Linked DNA regions of Triticum aestivum: region 2 is linked to region 1. A link is a contact called in public Hi-C data. All regions are on one chromosome and are shown on one strand. Each heading gives the region's core, a stretch centred on a gene start, on an enhancer-like site or on the middle of the called end of the contact. The rest is flanking DNA. Distances are from core to core; before and after follow the strand shown. Region 1 has its middle 33 kb from the start of LOC123150030. Region 2 holds the start of LOC123150041.

Region 1 (3,773 bases), core at 784-3,283:
GAAATACTTGTCATCAAAATGAATGAAAATGGTACACGAGAGACAAATTAATTCAACAAGCACGAACGCATGACGACGACGTATGGGACGCTCGGCATCGAAACTCCAGCTACGCACGGGGCCAAAAGTTACTACCAAGTCAAACGAATGTGTTATGGATACCAAGACGGAACTCAAGATTTACCCTTAGGAGGGCTTCGCATTATGAACCTTGATTGCTTCGGAAGAGCGCTAAGGTTGCACTGGCAATGGCTGCAATGAAATGGTCCTGATTGCCCATAGGCTGGCTCCCAGCTCAAGTACACCACGAGGAGGGACCTAGGCTAACAAAGTAACAAGTCCACCCTTAGATGAAACCCACTGCGACCACCTCAAGGCCTCGGGATCAAAACCTAGGCTCCGCCACTGTCGATGGTAACGACCCCTGCCCGAACTACACTTTGCAATCCCTTCTGCCAAAAAAAAAATCCACCATGCTGCTCGTAGGAGAGCCAACCGTGCAGCCGCCATCTGGATTGCCAGCGCAACATCCAAGACCGATCTCCTCACCACCGCAAGAATATGTGTACATAAAGCATAGGATCATCCAACCTTCCACAAGAGCCCACCTCAACATGGGCGGAGGTGGCCCAACACCATGCTCTCCAGCCACCCTGGATTGACCAGAGTCAGACAATGACGGCACCTGGTCGCCAATCAGCGTTGTCGGAGGAGCAGTCGTCTCAACCCACTCAATCTGGCCACTCTAGATCGAAGCAGGGGCTACCCACTGCAGCTCAATGGCCAGCTATGACATTACCACAACCGCACACCAAGGCCTTCTCCGGCCGAACGCGTCATACCGTCGACTACCCCCGCCACCACCTGTAGAGATCCGGCAATGCTTGTTGGACCCCTCGACCCCCCCCCCCCCTCCCTTCAAGCTTCCGCAGAGAATGAAACAACCGCCATTGAAGGCCTCACCGCCGCCGTCGATTGCACGAGCTTCGTCGGTGCCTCCCTCCAGCGGTAGTGGGGAGGGAGAATGGAAAGGGGTCAGGCTAGGGTTCGTGTGCCATCATCTATGTCTCCAAAGAAGGCAACGGTGGGGCGATCTCTTTTGTTTGGGTGCATATAAGATTTTATTTGGGGGTAACTCTTTAATATATGCCCATATTCATGCTCCGTCTTCTTCCTCCGGCACCATGACTCGCTCCTTCAACACTAGCCTAACCAGCTGCCACCGCCACCCGAGGTTGGCTCACGCCCCCACTTGTATGAGCCAACTCCTCCACCAGTTCGTCGCCACTCCCGACCATCCCTCTAAGCTGAGGCCACTTATCCAGAAGACCAGAACCTCCGCACCCCACACTCAAACCCGTCAATGGAAATCCGTTGGTGCTCCCGGGAGCCCGCGCTCCTGCACGCGAAAAAAATATTTCAAAATGTGAAAAAATTTCAAACAAAAATTTGGTGTATACTTCTAGACATTATATGTGTGCACGTCAAATTTCGGAGAAAATCGACATTTATTATGGCGTGTGTAGAAAAGACAAAAATGATGTCTTGTGAAAAGCAATTTTTAACACTAAATTTTGTCTTTTTCACACGTAACACATAAGTTATCGGTTTTTCACGAAACGACTTTATGAGCATGTACAATATCAAGACGTATGCGCCAAATTTTTGTTTGAATTTTTTTGATATTTCAAAATATGTTTAAAATACATTTTAAAAATCAGAAGCACGTGGTCCCATGTGCCAAAAACACCGCTCTCGCCCGTCAACCTCTTTCCCTCTCCCCTGCCGGAAACGGCGCGATGTCCCAAACTCATCAACGCCGCAGCATCCCCGTCTCACTATCTTGGCTACGCGTGGAGAATGTGATTGTTATCTCACCCTCGGGTCCAACTTTGCTTTCACCAGCACCCGTCGAAAACCGCTGGCAACACGCGTACGAACGCGGCCGCACGTCGGAGTAGCTAGCTGCACCACATTTATATATATACTTGCAGCAGGTCGTGTGTAATAAGAACAAAAAAATACCAACCCCAACGTCCAACAAACAAACTAGTGCTAGAATGCTATGCTGTCTTATGCACTTGCATACGTATCACGTATGTATTATAGCGCGTAGCTACATGCATGGGTTTTCGAGGGCAGCTCCAAATCTCTTCGCCAATTGATCCTGACCATCGGATCTCCATCCAACAACAATCACGACCCTAGCTACGTATATATAGACTGTCTATGCCTCATGGTGCTTCGATTGGAAGAACAAGTTTGACATATTTCCACCATAATAAAGATGCCCGGTCCGGCTACCTAAAGCTACCGGTATGTGTAGGACAACAAACATGTACAGACACGCTAGACTATACATGTACATCCATATATTTGTACGTCCAGATTTGTTGATCTATCCTATTTTGTGTCAAAATTGGACTAGTAAAATGTTGATGTTTTCGCCAAAAAGGCACATGTTAAGTGGCACAGAGAACACTCTTACGAACACCCTTATATATTTTTTAAAGTACATCAATTCCTTGCGGGGGTGAAAATCTTCTTAATGCTGCATCCACCAACTCCACGCCGTGAGCAGAGCTCATTGCCGCATCAGGACCTCTGTCTCTATGGAGCAAACTTGAAAGGAAGAAAGAACCTGCACGCGACTGCTGAGAAGTAACAAGCTCGATTAGGCAGCAATGATACAATATGACTATTCCAACAGATAGGTGCTGGCACCGCTGCTCAGTTTGCTTTGCTGCATATATGGTACTCTCTCCGTCTCATCATAATATAAGTATAAAAGTAGTTTTGACACCACAGAGGAAGTAGTAACTCGTAACGACTTTGATTAGTACTCAATTTGCTTCTTCTTCCTCTGTCCGGTCTGGCTTAGCTTGCTCCATTTAGCATTTAGCTGAGGCAATCAGCAAAGGTCGTGTAATTAAGGTCGACAGCGGACAAAGTGAGGACCCACTAGGTCACTAGCATCTGCCGTGGGCGCCATGGACCGGACCAATAATGAATGACGAATGATCAATCATTATCGGCCATCTCCATCTCCATTTGTTTGTTGTCACATTGTTGTTGGGTGCTCTTCTCCTCCATCGCCAGCTTCACTCACTGCAGCTCCACCGACCACATCGTTCTCTACATCTCGGTCATTACTTTTGTTTAATATCATTACAAATTTATAAAGACTCATTGTTGGAGCAGCACGGATATTTAATTTTTATCCACACATATGATTTTCGCACGTCCGGTCGAATATTTCTTAAACATCATATTTTTCAGGACCAGAAAGAGCAAACATAGTTTTATGTAAGCTTGCAGTGAGAGATGTTTGGAATTAATTAAACTCGTATTTGTGTATATTAGAGTTGTATCGAATATCATGTACAAGTTAGGTTACAATTAGACTTGAAGTTGTGGTGTGTGTAGACGGAGTATGAAATCGTGTCATTTTTAACAAAGAGCGCTTTATTACTTAAAAAGTTTAAGTAATGGAGTCGTGTCCTTGTAAGATACTTGTATCTTAGACCTCATTTGTAATGTAGGAGTAGACACATGATGTAATTTATGCCAACATAATAGCACAACACACAAAGGGAACCGACGACATGTGTCGGCGTCCGGATGGCCAGTGTGCGATATTGTCAGGGTATCAACTCGGAGGAGCGCTTGAAGTCATGTCCTAGGGATTATCCGATGTTCGATGAACATCGTTAACAAATCTCGATGTTGTGCCATTGTTTGGTTCTCGGTAAATTGATGTGCGTCTTGGATTA
Region 2 (3,773 bases), core at 534-3,033, 48 kb after region 1:
GGTTATCTGAGACACATAAATAAGATGAAAATGAATGACAAAAACAGATGGGCAAAGAGTTTGGCGGCGTATAAACAACTAACCAACCAGGCAGCTAGCTAGGTGGATGGCAGGTGGTCGTTATTTTCTTTAAAAGTTGCTTATATGTAATATATATACAATAATAGGAAGGCGAAGGTAATTTAGTGGACGACTAATCGAGGATGAATTCCAATTAATGTGAGTGGATAGACTTGGTGGGTGTATGCCCCTACATAAGAGTGTATTCTTTTATTTCCTTGTACATGACCACAATAAGGGTGTACGTTGTCTGGTTGACTACAAAAAGCACTCTGGCCACGGGTCCAAAAACATTCGAGTGCTTCTTCACCTTTTGTCATACTAAGGGGAATTACCAAGTGCGCGGTCGAAATGGCGATGCGACATCGCTAGCCACGGGCGAGTGGAGATGAAGGAGGAAGGCACAGTGATGATACAGAAAGAAATACCCCCTCCGTCTCATAATATAAGACATTTTCGCAAACTAACATATGGAGAATACTCTGATGATTTAATTAGGGGAGGGCGAATCGGGATTAATGTGAGCGAGTGGAATGGATGGCGGTCGTGGAGTACATGCAACTTGCTAGTTAGCTTGGGTGTGATTAGCAAGGAAGGAGGCAGCGTGGTGCAATAAAAGGAAGGAGCTCCGGAGGTGACCGTAGGGGCGAGCCACAGCTGCAGGTTGATGCAATGAGCCAAAGAAACAAATAAAACTTGGTGGGAGTGTGTGATGTCGTCTTGTGTCTTGACTGCCTGTCATTAGATTTTGGGATTAAGTAATTAGATTTTGGTCTTGACGCAGGATACTAGCTAAGGTAGTTTATTAGGCATATGTGGTTGGTGATTAGGACGGGTAGATGGGGATGGATGGCAAGCTAGGAGGGGGAGGAAGCAGTAGAAGTAGAAGTGGAAGAAATGGAGGAATGATTGATGGAGTGGGTGGATGTGAACCGGTTAGCAGCAGTACTAGTAGATCCATGCAAATATTTGTATTACTATTTTTTGAGCATCAGTACAGACACAAGCGTTCATATACACGCGCATACACTCATCCCTATGAACGCACACACGCACACCCTACCCCTATGAGCACCTCCGAAAGACTGAGCCGGCATATCATCTTGAGATTTACGAAGTCATCCTCCCACTGAAAGCGCATCGCCGGAAATCCTGAAATAAATCCAGAAATAATGCGAGCATCAGGATTTGAACACCTAACCATCTCAACCACGGGTTGGTTCGCTATTTGTATTAGTATTTACTAGTACTAGTTATGTTGCACCCGGCCAGCGTTAGCAGTGTTGTTGTAGTATGGTTTCTGGGTTGTTTCACTTGTATTATATGAATACAAAAGGAAGTAAAGGTAAAACAAAGAAACAAACAAACAAAGAAACAAATAAAGGAAGGAAGGAACATGGGTGGCACTGTAGGAATGGAGCAGTGTAGGTTATTTTTGTTGGCTGGCTGCTAGTGGTAAGCACTGTAGCCGCAGACTTGTGGGGAGAGAGAGGCGTGTGTGGGTGTGGCCTGTGTTGATTGCGTTGCGCAAGGAGGTGAAGGACTGCTGCCTCACTGATTGAAGAAGAAGAAGAAGAAGAATAACAATTGGGTGTAGAGAGATGACAGTAAGTAGTAAGCATCTGGCAGTAATAAGGGAAGTAGTAGTTTAGGAGAGTGAGATGCAGCACAAGCAGACGGGTTGCTTCCTTCCCTGTTGTTTACCGGCACCAGCAGGCAGCAACCAAGAGCAAGAGCATTCGAGCAACCGGTGAGGCTCTTCTTCTCTTGAGTCTTGAGGCCAGCCCAGCAGCACCGTGTTGGCGGTGTGATGTGATGTTATGGACGCTTTGTTTTTCTTTCTTTCTTTCTTTCTTTTGTCCCTTTCTTCTTCCTCCTCCGCCCGCCCGCCGCTCTTTCTTCCTCCTCTCCTCTGCTCTGCTCCTTTGTTGTCCTATAAATCCTGCCCCCGGAGGCCTCCATCCTTTCCAATCTCTCCCAACCCACTCCATTCCTTGTTTCATTCACCCCTCCCCTCCCCTCCCCTACCCATCTGGCCTACTCATCTCATCTCATACGTAGAGAAGAGATATAGTGTGGGGAAGAAAGTGACCAGACCAGACCAGAGCAGACCAGCAGCTAGCCTAGGTCCAGCCCTTCCCCTCCTCTCCTCTCCTCGCGCCACCGCCCGCCGGACCACCCATCCGGACCGGAGATCCACCCATCACATATACCTACCTTCCTTCCATCCTTCCATCCTTCCTTCATTCCTACAAGCAAAGCAAAGCAGCGCAGAGCAGAGAGAGATCCAGCACAGCAGACAAGTAGAAGCAAGATGTTCGCCGACGCCGGCTTCAGCTTCTCCGCCTACTCTCCTTCCCCGCAGCCGCAGGGCTACTCATACTCGCCCCCGCTCTTCTCCCACCCCTACCCCGACCACTCCTCCTTCTCCTCTGCCCCCAACACCGCTGCTCCGGCGCAACCGCCGCAACTCCCTCTCCCTCTCCCTCTCCCTCTCTTGCACCAGCAACACCAACAACATCAAGCCGCCGCTGCACCCGACGACGACGACGCCTCCGCCGCCATGTACCACCACCTGGTGAGTAGTACTACTTCTCCACCTCCCTCCCATTTCTTCTGCTCCATTATTAGTCTTAGCTTGCATACATGCACATGCATGCCACTGCACTGCAACCAATCTCCTCAGATCACATCAAACTCCCTCCAGCACTTGCTTGGCTCTTCTTTTCCTGTTGCATCAAAATAAAAAATTAACCCCAACACTAGTTTTTCCTCTCTCTCACTCTGATTCTGCTTCTTGGCCGCAATTCAACTCAATTCAATTCAATTTTAGAGGTCAATAAGATACAAGGTGCTCTCTCTCAAATTGCTTCCTGCACCACGGCCGCCGCCGCCGCCAATTCCTCTCCTCTCCTCTCCTTGCCGTCGAGACAAAAATAATAATGTCGCTTTCTCTCTCCCTTGTTGTTTCCGAGCCCCACCCTCCTGCAAACACTATCAACTATGCAGTATTATATTTTGTACAGTTCATCAAAGGGAGGAGGTGTCAACTATTCTAGACTAGACTAGACTAGACTAGAAACAACCTCCCTCCCTCCCTCCCTTTTAATCAGATTCATTCATCTCCCACTTTTAAAACCCCTCCACTAATTAAACACAACATGTCTAATACTTACTACAAGCCCACCTTTAAGCACTCATTGGTTCTTCCACCTTTTGCTTTACTTTCCTTGTTGCAAAGATAATACTAATATCTGCACACAAGGGAAGACTAGTGGTACTACTACTTTACTTTACTGCACTAGTACTACTTGTCATCAACATGCATCAATCACACTGTCAAGCTGCAGCCTGCACATTTTTAGCTACTGATAGACAAAGATTGCTTATCATGTCCTCTTCCTATAATTAATATATTTGTACTAATACAGTACTCGTCAACGTCCATCAGCACGGCACTGCCATACAAAAAGCATCCATCAAACTCACTCCTAATTTTGGCCTAATTCAAACCGTCCTAATTTAGCAGCACCATGCCATAAATCCTCCTACTCATGGACACATGCACCTTGGCAGATTATATGACCCTCACTTTTGTTATTTTATTTTTATATGTAAAGAAAGATCCCACATAACAACACTTGCTCATGTTGCCTCCCAACTTTGAATCTTCTTCTTCCCACACAAAGGCTTTAGCTGCCAGGTCACAGGTC

The links. Hi-C and Micro-C count contacts between places; a contact is called where the count stands out from the background.
Region 2: a Hi-C map of leaf shows a contact between it and region 1, with 3 times the contacts expected there. The contact joins the promoter of LOC123150041 here to the enhancer-like site in region 1. A contact is called at or near these places in 5 of 5 Hi-C or Micro-C datasets (leaf, root and an unstated tissue) and 1 of 1 datasets of contacts at active chromatin or transcription factors (leaf).

The regions. Positions count from the first base shown.
Region 1 is chr1B:696,756,723-696,760,495 of IWGSC CS RefSeq v2.1, forward strand. No RefSeq gene overlaps it. Among protein-coding and RNA genes, the nearest start is that of LOC123150030, 33 kb to the left of the region's middle. Within about 2 kb of position 2,034, at least 1 of the 8 cell types and tissues checked has an H3K27ac peak or open chromatin away from gene starts, as enhancers often do. A contact at or near this core is called in leaf, where this site is marked.
Region 2 is chr1B:696,804,725-696,808,497 of IWGSC CS RefSeq v2.1, forward strand. It overlaps LOC123150041, which reads left to right and starts at 1,784. Exons shown (of 4, transcript XM_044569846.1): 1 at 1,784-2,638. The coding sequence starts at 2,375.